Linked DNA regions of Ovis aries: region 1 is linked to region 2. The links are chromatin contacts, called in public Hi-C maps. All regions are on one chromosome and are shown on one strand. Each heading gives the region's core, a stretch centred on a gene start, on an enhancer-like site or on the middle of the called end of the contact. The rest is flanking DNA. Distances are from core to core; before and after follow the strand shown. Region 1 has its middle 110 kb from the start of JAG1. Region 2 holds the start of JAG1 (jagged canonical Notch ligand 1).

Region 1 (4,328 bases), core at 742-3,241, 110 kb after region 2:
ATACCTTTATATTCCAGGATATATTTTGGATATACTATAATTATTTAAACATTCGTGTTATTGATGAATGATTAAGGTGCTGATACTTTTTCCTCTCTCATAGAAAATGCTACAATAATGTGTACATGTCTTCGTACACGTGTTAGTCATCTTGCGGATAAGAGTTTCTGCTCGGATTTTTTTAGTTGTAAGAGAAAACACCCTAACCAGTTTAAGCAGAAAGCAAACCTAAGGGTGGAGATGGTGGATCTGGCCTTAGAATCAGCTGCTGGGGCTCAAGAGGTCCCATCCACTCACCCCCAATTGCTGTTGTCCTCTGTGGTGCTCTGTTCCCAAGGCCTTTTCAGCGGCGAAGCGGCAGCCAGGGATTCTACGCTGTGCCGCTCAACACTCTAAGCCCATTGGAAAACAGAGGGCAATTTTCTTTCAGTAGTCTTAGGAAATGTCCCCAGATTGTGTCACTTTGATTCACACACCCATCCCCAAACCAATTCCTGTGTCAGGAGGTATGTAATGCTTTTGTTGGCCAGGCCTAGGAACACACCCCCTAGTAACCTGAATTGAAGATGGGGCAGGGGGAGATTCCCCAGCATTACTCTTGCTCTTATTTCTAGAAGGGGGAAGGAACACTGCCTCGCAGGAGAGGGAACCATCATGGGCCCTTGCAAATTGAAATATAGGGTTAGAGTATGCATTACAAATTTTTGATAGCTACTGCCAGATAGCTCTCTTGAAATTGTACCTCAATTTATATTCCCAGCACCAGTAGGATCCACAGTCCCTTTATCTACAGTCTTAAGACACTGAATGTTATCAGTATTTTAAATTTTAACTGAACAGAGGGCTAAAAATGCTATATCACTTTTTAAATTTGATTCCTCTGATGCCCAGTGATAGTAAGTACCCTTTCATAGGTTGAGCCAATCTTTCCATTTCTTTTTCTGTGAAATCCCTGTGTATATTTTTTGGTCAACATTTTATTAGGTTTCTTTTTTTTCTTATTGTTTGTATCAGCTCTTTATATATTAAGGACTTTAGGAGTGTGAGCTTCTTGAAGGTGGAGACTCAAAAATGAGTGAATGAATGATTGAGAGAATGAGTGAATAAATGAGTGAGTTAATAGTTTCCTTTTTCCTGTTTGGTAGTAGGACCTGAGGGATAGTGAAATATCCCTTTTCCAGTAGATTTTTCTGGAAATTTCCCTATAGAGTTTCTCAGTAAGCTTTTTTGTAGGCTGTGAGGAACAACTGAATCAAGTTAATATGGGGAACATCATTCTGCATTCCTTTTCAGAAGTTTCCCTCATATTCTCTTGCCCTCACACATCCCATGGATAACTGCACATGACCTACTGTGTGTGGTTCAGTCTCACACACACATCCACCCGCTCTGAAGCAAAGGCCCTAGAGCTCTGTTGAGACCCGTGCCTGCCACGGGAGTCAGCGAGTACGTTGCCTGGTTAAACATCCATCCAGGATTTCAGAGGGACTTGAAAATGATTGTTTTGGCTAGAATCCTGGGTTTGAGGTTTCTTCATGTAGGACTCTGAAAAAAGGTTTTGGAAACATCTCTAATCCCAAAGTATGTATTTGGGAGGCTGCCTTCGCCATTACCCACCTAATAATTTCGGCTCCCAGGGCCGTCTCACCCAAGGGCATTCACTGCTTTGGCCGAGTCAAAAGGAACTGATGCGGGGAACGGAGGACCTGGGTTCCAATGCCATTCTCAGTGGGCGTTATTCACCACCTGAAGCCCCGTTTTCCTTATCTTAAAATATGATGGTTGAAATGGACGACGTCTATGTCCCTGCCCCACTGCAATATTCTGAGTGCGATTCCGAATTCTGCTCTGCCACCAACCGTGTGCCTCGGAGCTTTGCCCATTACTCATGAGAATGTCAACATCTGGGTAAATAGATATTTTGGGGTCAGCTCTAAAAAACCCCAAAGTACGTACTGCATGTTGATTTTGGCATGTGGACAAGCCTGAGCAGGACCGTGTCAAGCATTTCACCACGATAGCTGCTGAAGGGAAGGCCCAGGGCAGCGGTCTGGGTAGCTGTTGGGGTGATGAGACCAGTGGGGTCCTGTGGCACAGATGACTCTGCAGGAGAGGAGGCAGTGAAAGGCCCGGGAGTAAATCTACGAATCATAAAAAAATCATTAGACCCATGTTGGGAACTGCTTATGACACTGTCTCAAAGCCACATTCTCAGGCAACAGGGAAAGCTGTAAATAGATCCACAGTTATCCAAGCATAGCAGAATAAAACTACAGGACGCCAAGTCAAACAGGCTCAGCCAACGTTTTGGGTGAAATCGTTGAATATTGCTCAGGCTTTCAGAGTGGGAGGGTCTGTTCAGAAGACTCATGACTGCGGGTCCCTAGGAGACAGCTCTAGGCAGCTCGGCTGGCTCTGCCCTCCCACCAGGAGCCAGCTCAGTGCAGAAAAACCAGAGGCAAAGACACTTTCTAAGGGGTGGCCTCATCCCTGGAGGACTTGCAGCATCGCTCTGTTGTTACTCAAGTGAAAAAAATGTAAAAAGCATGGGAGGCTCCCAAGCCTCCATGACTGAGAATTAGAGTAACATGGTGGCATCTCAAAAAACTTTTAACGTAATTTCAAACTCCTAGAAAATTTGCAGCTGTACTGTACACCCTTTACATCAGTGTTTGACCAATTCTCCCTCCCATCCTTTCTCTCCCTCTTTCTCTCTTTTTCTTCTTTCTTTTCCTTCTGTCTTTCTCTTTCCTTCTTTCTTTCCCTCTTACTTTTTTTTTGTGGTATTGCTTTCTCTTTCCTTTCTTATATACATATATATTCCTCCAGGAAGGTTTGCAGATAACTTGTGTAATTAATGACTCTTTAAATATTTTAGTGCATATTTCCATATTTCCTGAAAATGAGGACACTCTCTTATATAATCATTGTGCCATTATCAAAATTAAGAGTTAACACTGACACGGGACTACTATCTAGATGTCACTCAGATCCCCAATTGTCCTAATAATATTCTTTACAGTAACAGAAAATCCAGGATCCCATATTGCCTTTAGTCTGTTTTCATCTGGAAGAGCTTCTTAGTCTTTCTTTGTCTTTTGTGATATTTTTGATGAATACAGGCCAGTTATTTTGTGGAATGTCCCTCAATTTGGGTCTGTCTGATGCTGTGGAATTTCCTTTCTGCTTCGTGCACTGCCTCCTGAAGTGCAAATGCCTGGTTGGGATGTGACTGGCTGCAGGAAACTGCTTCCCTAGTCCAGCAGTCTAGAGCTCATGCAAACTCCCCTTTGCCCTGTCTTGGGGGTTTCCTCTCCATTCTCCTCAACCACGGTTTCTTCTCCTGCAAGCATTGTGGAAAAGTCAGATAATTTGCTTGCTGGAATTTGGGCTCACCATATAGTTGCCCATAGACACAGTGCTGAATATGGCAGATGATTCTTTGGTTCTATCAGAATTATACAGAAGAGCATTAAATACCCAGTAAAAGGCTGTGGAACAGATTCAAGATGTGTAACTTAGGTTCTTTGGGAAAATAAACTTTGAGTTCTAAACAAATCTATGCACAAATTAACTTCTGGAGCTTATAATGGACTCTGCAGGGGGTTTCTATTTGTTTTATGATTCAGTTTTCTGTCATACAATTCCATCTTGGCCTCTGCTTGAATGGATTTCATTACTGAGGCCCCCACATAGCTTTCCTCTAAAGCAGTTTTCCCCTACAAGTTGATCCCATGTCATGAAATCTGGAAATGAAAATGATACAAGCTTCCAGTGAATCTATACATGATTTATCAGCTCACTGACCCTGACATTTCACTAACAAATGAAGGAGGTTGGAAGAATATGGGAAGAGGTGGGATGAGAGACCTCTCTCACCAAGTGTTTCGTCTGTGACTTGACACACAATTGAGAGTGTTCTCAAGGACTAGGACTTTTCACGGCAAACCTGCCAGTCAGCTGAGGAATTTTCTTGATGTGAACCACAGTCAGATTCTTAGCAGTGCAGTGATTGTTACAAATTGCAACTGAATCTGGGAATGGTTTCCAATGTCACCCCTGAAAAGGACCTTGGCAAGTTCATCTGGTAGGAGGGACATCTCCAGTTTTAACCAGAAAACAGAAGCCAACATATATAAATACTTGAATGAATAACTTAATTCTTAGGACACAGATCAGAATTAAATCAGTTCTTGAAACACAGTTCCAGTGATCAGGTCTTTGGAATCATGCCAGACTTGCAGAGTTCCATTTCTGCGTCATGTGAAGAACAAGCTCATGTTTTACAAGCCATTGGTGACTGTGGATAGACCTCCTTGTCAATCAAT
Region 2 (3,811 bases), core at 338-2,837:
CCGACAATACCCTCTCGAGCCCCACTTTCCACTTTTTTTTTTTTTTTTTTTTAATGCACGGAGCAAAAAGCGTCCGGGCTGGGGCCTGCCAAGATCTAGCACAGAGCCCCGGCTCCCTGACCACCACTATCCCCATCGACGCCCCGGGCCGGCGCCGAGTTTCCAGCCAAGGCCCTTTAAATCCCTCTCCTCTCGCAAGAGAAAGCAGAGCTCGGCCCGCGGGTCCGACCCCCGGCCCGGCCGCCACTCACCGGCCAGGCGAAACTGAAAGGCAGCACGATGCGGTTGCGTCCGTTGCCGCGACTGGCTTTGAGGTCGAAGGTGTTGCCCCCGATGACAGGCGTGGACCCCGAGCCGAAGCTGCACGGCCCCCCGGCCGTGACGCGCGACTGGTACTCCTTGAGGCACACTTTGAAGTACGTGTCACACTCGTCGCGGGAGCACTTGCGGTCCCCCGGGTTCCGGGAGCCGCCGCAGCAGTTCCCGTTCTGAAGCTCCCCGTTCACGTTCTCCATAGATAGGATCTCCAGCTCGAACTGCCCGGAGGCCCCGCACACCTGCCGGCGAGGGAGGGAGAGAGGTCAGCGCAGGGGAAAGTTGTTTTCTTCGAGGGTGGAAGCGGCTACTCCCTCCCCGCCCTCCCCGACGAGCCCTTGGCGCCCGCCAAGTGAAACTCATTTTGCAAAACTGGGTGCAAGGACTCAACGCGATTCCCGGGCTTAAGAGGCTCGAGTGTGGGAACAATCCGACACGACGGTCCCCTGGGAACAGGAGCAGCGCGAACGCGCGTTCTGCCTAGCCTGGAGGGTACATTTGGGAGCCCGGGGGTCCCCCTGGTCCAGGGGCAGCCTACCGGGCGTAGGGGCCCAGGCGGGAGCCGGAGCCCCGGGCTCCGAAGCCCGCTCCAGACGCTCAACCGCAGGCGTCCAGGAGAGCCGCGAGGGGAAGGAGAGGGCGGGCCGGGGAGGGAGGCCCGGCGGGCTCCTACCTTGGCTCGCAGGGCGCAGAGCAGGGCGAGCAGGAGGCTCAGGGGGCGCCCGGGCCGGCCGCGCGTCCGTGGGGACCGCATCGCTGCGCTGCGCGCCGCGGGCACTCGGGCCGCCGCCGCCGCTGCTGCTCGCGCTGGTGCTGCCGCCGGTGCTGCCGTCGCCGCTGCCCCTGCGGCCGCCGCGTCCCGGCTCTAATATACTCCGCCGATTGGAGCATGCACGACTGGAAAACAACACCACTTTTCAAAAGCCCTTTCAAGAGCGGCCCGTTCCAGAAGGCAAAGAGCCCGGCCTCCTTTTATTATTCTGACGGCTTCTTTGAGGCGCTCCCCCTCCTCTTCCACCTCCTGGCTTTCTTTCCTTCTCTCGAGCTCCTCTTCTTTTATTATTATGATTATGCGCAGCCTTTTATTCCCTTTCGGATCAGCTGCTTGAAGAGGAGGGAGGGAGGGGAGGAAGAAAAAAAAAAAGCCAGAGCCCAGCTCGCGGACCAGCCGCAGGTAGCACAATGACGCGTGCCCGCCCGCCCGGCTCTCGGAGAGGGACTCAGGGAGCCGGTCTGGGAGCCGCGGCCCGGGCTGGCCACCTCTACCCAGCGCGCGGGGCCGGCGCATGCGCCCGTTCATATTCATGAGGGGCGTGCCCACCAGCGCCACGCCCCCGGCGCTGGGGGGAACGGGGAAGGGCCCGGGGGCTCCGCGACGCGCGGGGCGGCGCGGGTGCTTGGTGCCGGTGGAGACCCCCCTACCTGCGGGCGTTCGGGCCTGGCGGGAGCGGGCGGAGCGCGAGGGGACGTGAAGGCTCGGTTGCTCGGGGGCGCGCGGGCCCCGCGCAGACCGCCCCCTCGGGCGCTCTGGGCAGTGAGCCGCGGGCTGCACGTCGGGGTGTAGGCGCCGCGGCGCTGCGGAGCGGTCGGAGCGGGGCGGCTTCCGCCTTCCGAGCCGCCTGCGTCAGCTGCGGCTTCGCCCCAGGCGCCGGGCCCGCTCCCCGAGAGCGAGCGAGTGCGTCGCCCGGAGCGCGCGGCTGGCGGCGGCGGGGCTGGCGCGCGGGCCGCCGGCTGCTCGCCCCGCGGAGGCGACCTGGGCCGGCGCTGCTGGGAACTTGGGAAAACTTTCCGGGAGCCGGGCTGGCCGCAGAGGCGAGGGGAGGCCTCGGCCGCGCCCCGCTGCCGCCCAAATCCGAGTCTGCGGAGCCCGGGAGGGCCCCCGGCTTCCTTCTCCAACCTCGCCGAGGCGGAGGCGGGGAGGTCGGCGGGGTAGGGGGGCGAGGACCCCGCGCAGGCTCGGCGAGCGGCCGGCGGCGAGGCCGGAGCCCTGGGGCTCGCGCCTACCCGCCCCGCCGCCCGGGACGCAGTGCCGGGATTGCACCTGTAGGCGGCCTCGGAGCCGCTCTGGGTGGCCCGAGCCCAGCCTGGGAGACACTGTCTCCCCGCCGTCGCCCAGCAGCACAACTGGGCTTCTCTGGGGTATCAGTGGAAACAGCGATACTCGAGGTCACAACCAAGGTCAAAGGAAACCTGCCCAACGCCTCTACCAGCCCCTTTCTGGGGGGACCTGCTGCTGTGTTGGAGGGGATCTCTTTAGGGAAAAGATCGATTTCCCCGGAAAGGTGCACCAAGTTTTGACCCCTGTGTGGGGTACGTTCTACGGGAAAGCGTGACTATTTAGGAGCCAGATCGTGGCTCAAACCCTCAGAAGCTGTTGGCCACGATGGGCTGCAAGGGTCAAGGGAAAATATTTTCCAAGCTCCTGTGTTAAAAGAGAATAAAAGGATAGCTAATTGTGGTTATTTGTGGGTGGGTCGATACGGACAGTATTTTCACTACTTGCTCTCATCAGGCTAGAAAATAAAACAAGGCAGCTAACTGACCTCTTTACACTGGTTCAGAATCACCAAGAACGGTTTAGGAATACTGGCATTTTAACAGCTTTTTAATGATAATGTGTCCCATCTTGATGGTCATTGGTGAGAGAACTAGTCCATATTTTGGAAAGGACATTTCCAAGAGCAGAATCATAAGCAGTAGCACCCAGGGTGTTTTGTCTTAATGTACCCCAGTCTCAGCTCCCCCCGTTATCCTAAATACAAGACATCCAGCTTTCATAGGTAATCACATCTAGGCTTTTCTCACCAACATGTCCATACAAACCAATCTCTCCCACCTCCTATCTGCCCCCTTCTCACCTCTGCCCCCAAATTTTCCATAATTGAAGTGCTAAGTAATGGTTTAAAAGCAAAAGGTTGGTATTGGGGGAAAAATTCACAAAGGCTAGTAAGGTCTTAAAATGCTCATTCCTTGGTGTTCCCCATGTCTGAACCTGTTTTGTTTCTGTGCCTGTTACCTGTTCCGCACACCCCTCAGGAAGGAGTCAAGCCGTTCACTGAAGAGTTTAGACCCAGCCACCCGACTTAACTCGAGAGGACTGCCTGAGATGCCAGATGCCTTCAGGTGGGAATATGATGTTCACGTAAGCTGAGGTCAGCTCCAGGCCACAGGTGAGTTTAGCCCCTTGAATAATAAGAACATCCATTTCTGAGGGATAGAAACTGTTTGATTAACCCTACCCAAAATGAGTGATTAAACTGAACTGAAATGTCAAATCACGAATAAACATGAAATTCTCAGGTGAAGAGTATGGTGCCGCTCACCCTTCCTGAGCTTGGGAACCCACTTTTAGAGAAGACAGCTGTGGGCTCGAGGGGATTCTTCGGAAAATTTTCAGTTGAGCCTCTTGCAGCTACTTGGTACTCCCCCAAAAAGCCAGTCACGTTTTCCACAACCAACATCAAGGAGACGCTCTGCCCTCTACTTCCTCCCAGCC

What was found. A called contact is a pair of places that touch in the nucleus more often than the background predicts.
Region 1: a Hi-C map of liver shows a contact between it and region 2, with 2.0 times the contacts expected there. The contact joins the enhancer-like site here to the promoter of JAG1 in region 2. A contact is called at or near these places in 2 of 16 Hi-C or Micro-C datasets (liver and tail adipose tissue).

What each region holds. Positions count from the first base shown.
Region 1 is chr13:3,907,295-3,911,622 of ARS-UI_Ramb_v3.0, forward strand. No RefSeq gene overlaps it. Among named protein-coding and RNA genes, the nearest start is that of JAG1, 110 kb to the left of the region's middle. Within about 2 kb of position 1,992, at least 2 of the 54 cell types and tissues checked have an H3K27ac peak or open chromatin away from gene starts, as enhancers often do. A contact at or near this core is called in liver, where this site is marked.
Region 2 is chr13:3,799,216-3,803,026 of ARS-UI_Ramb_v3.0, forward strand. JAG1 (jagged canonical Notch ligand 1) reads right to left here and starts at 1,588. Exons shown (of 26, transcript XM_027976474.3): 1 at 989-1,588; 2 at 252-557. The coding sequence starts at 1,069.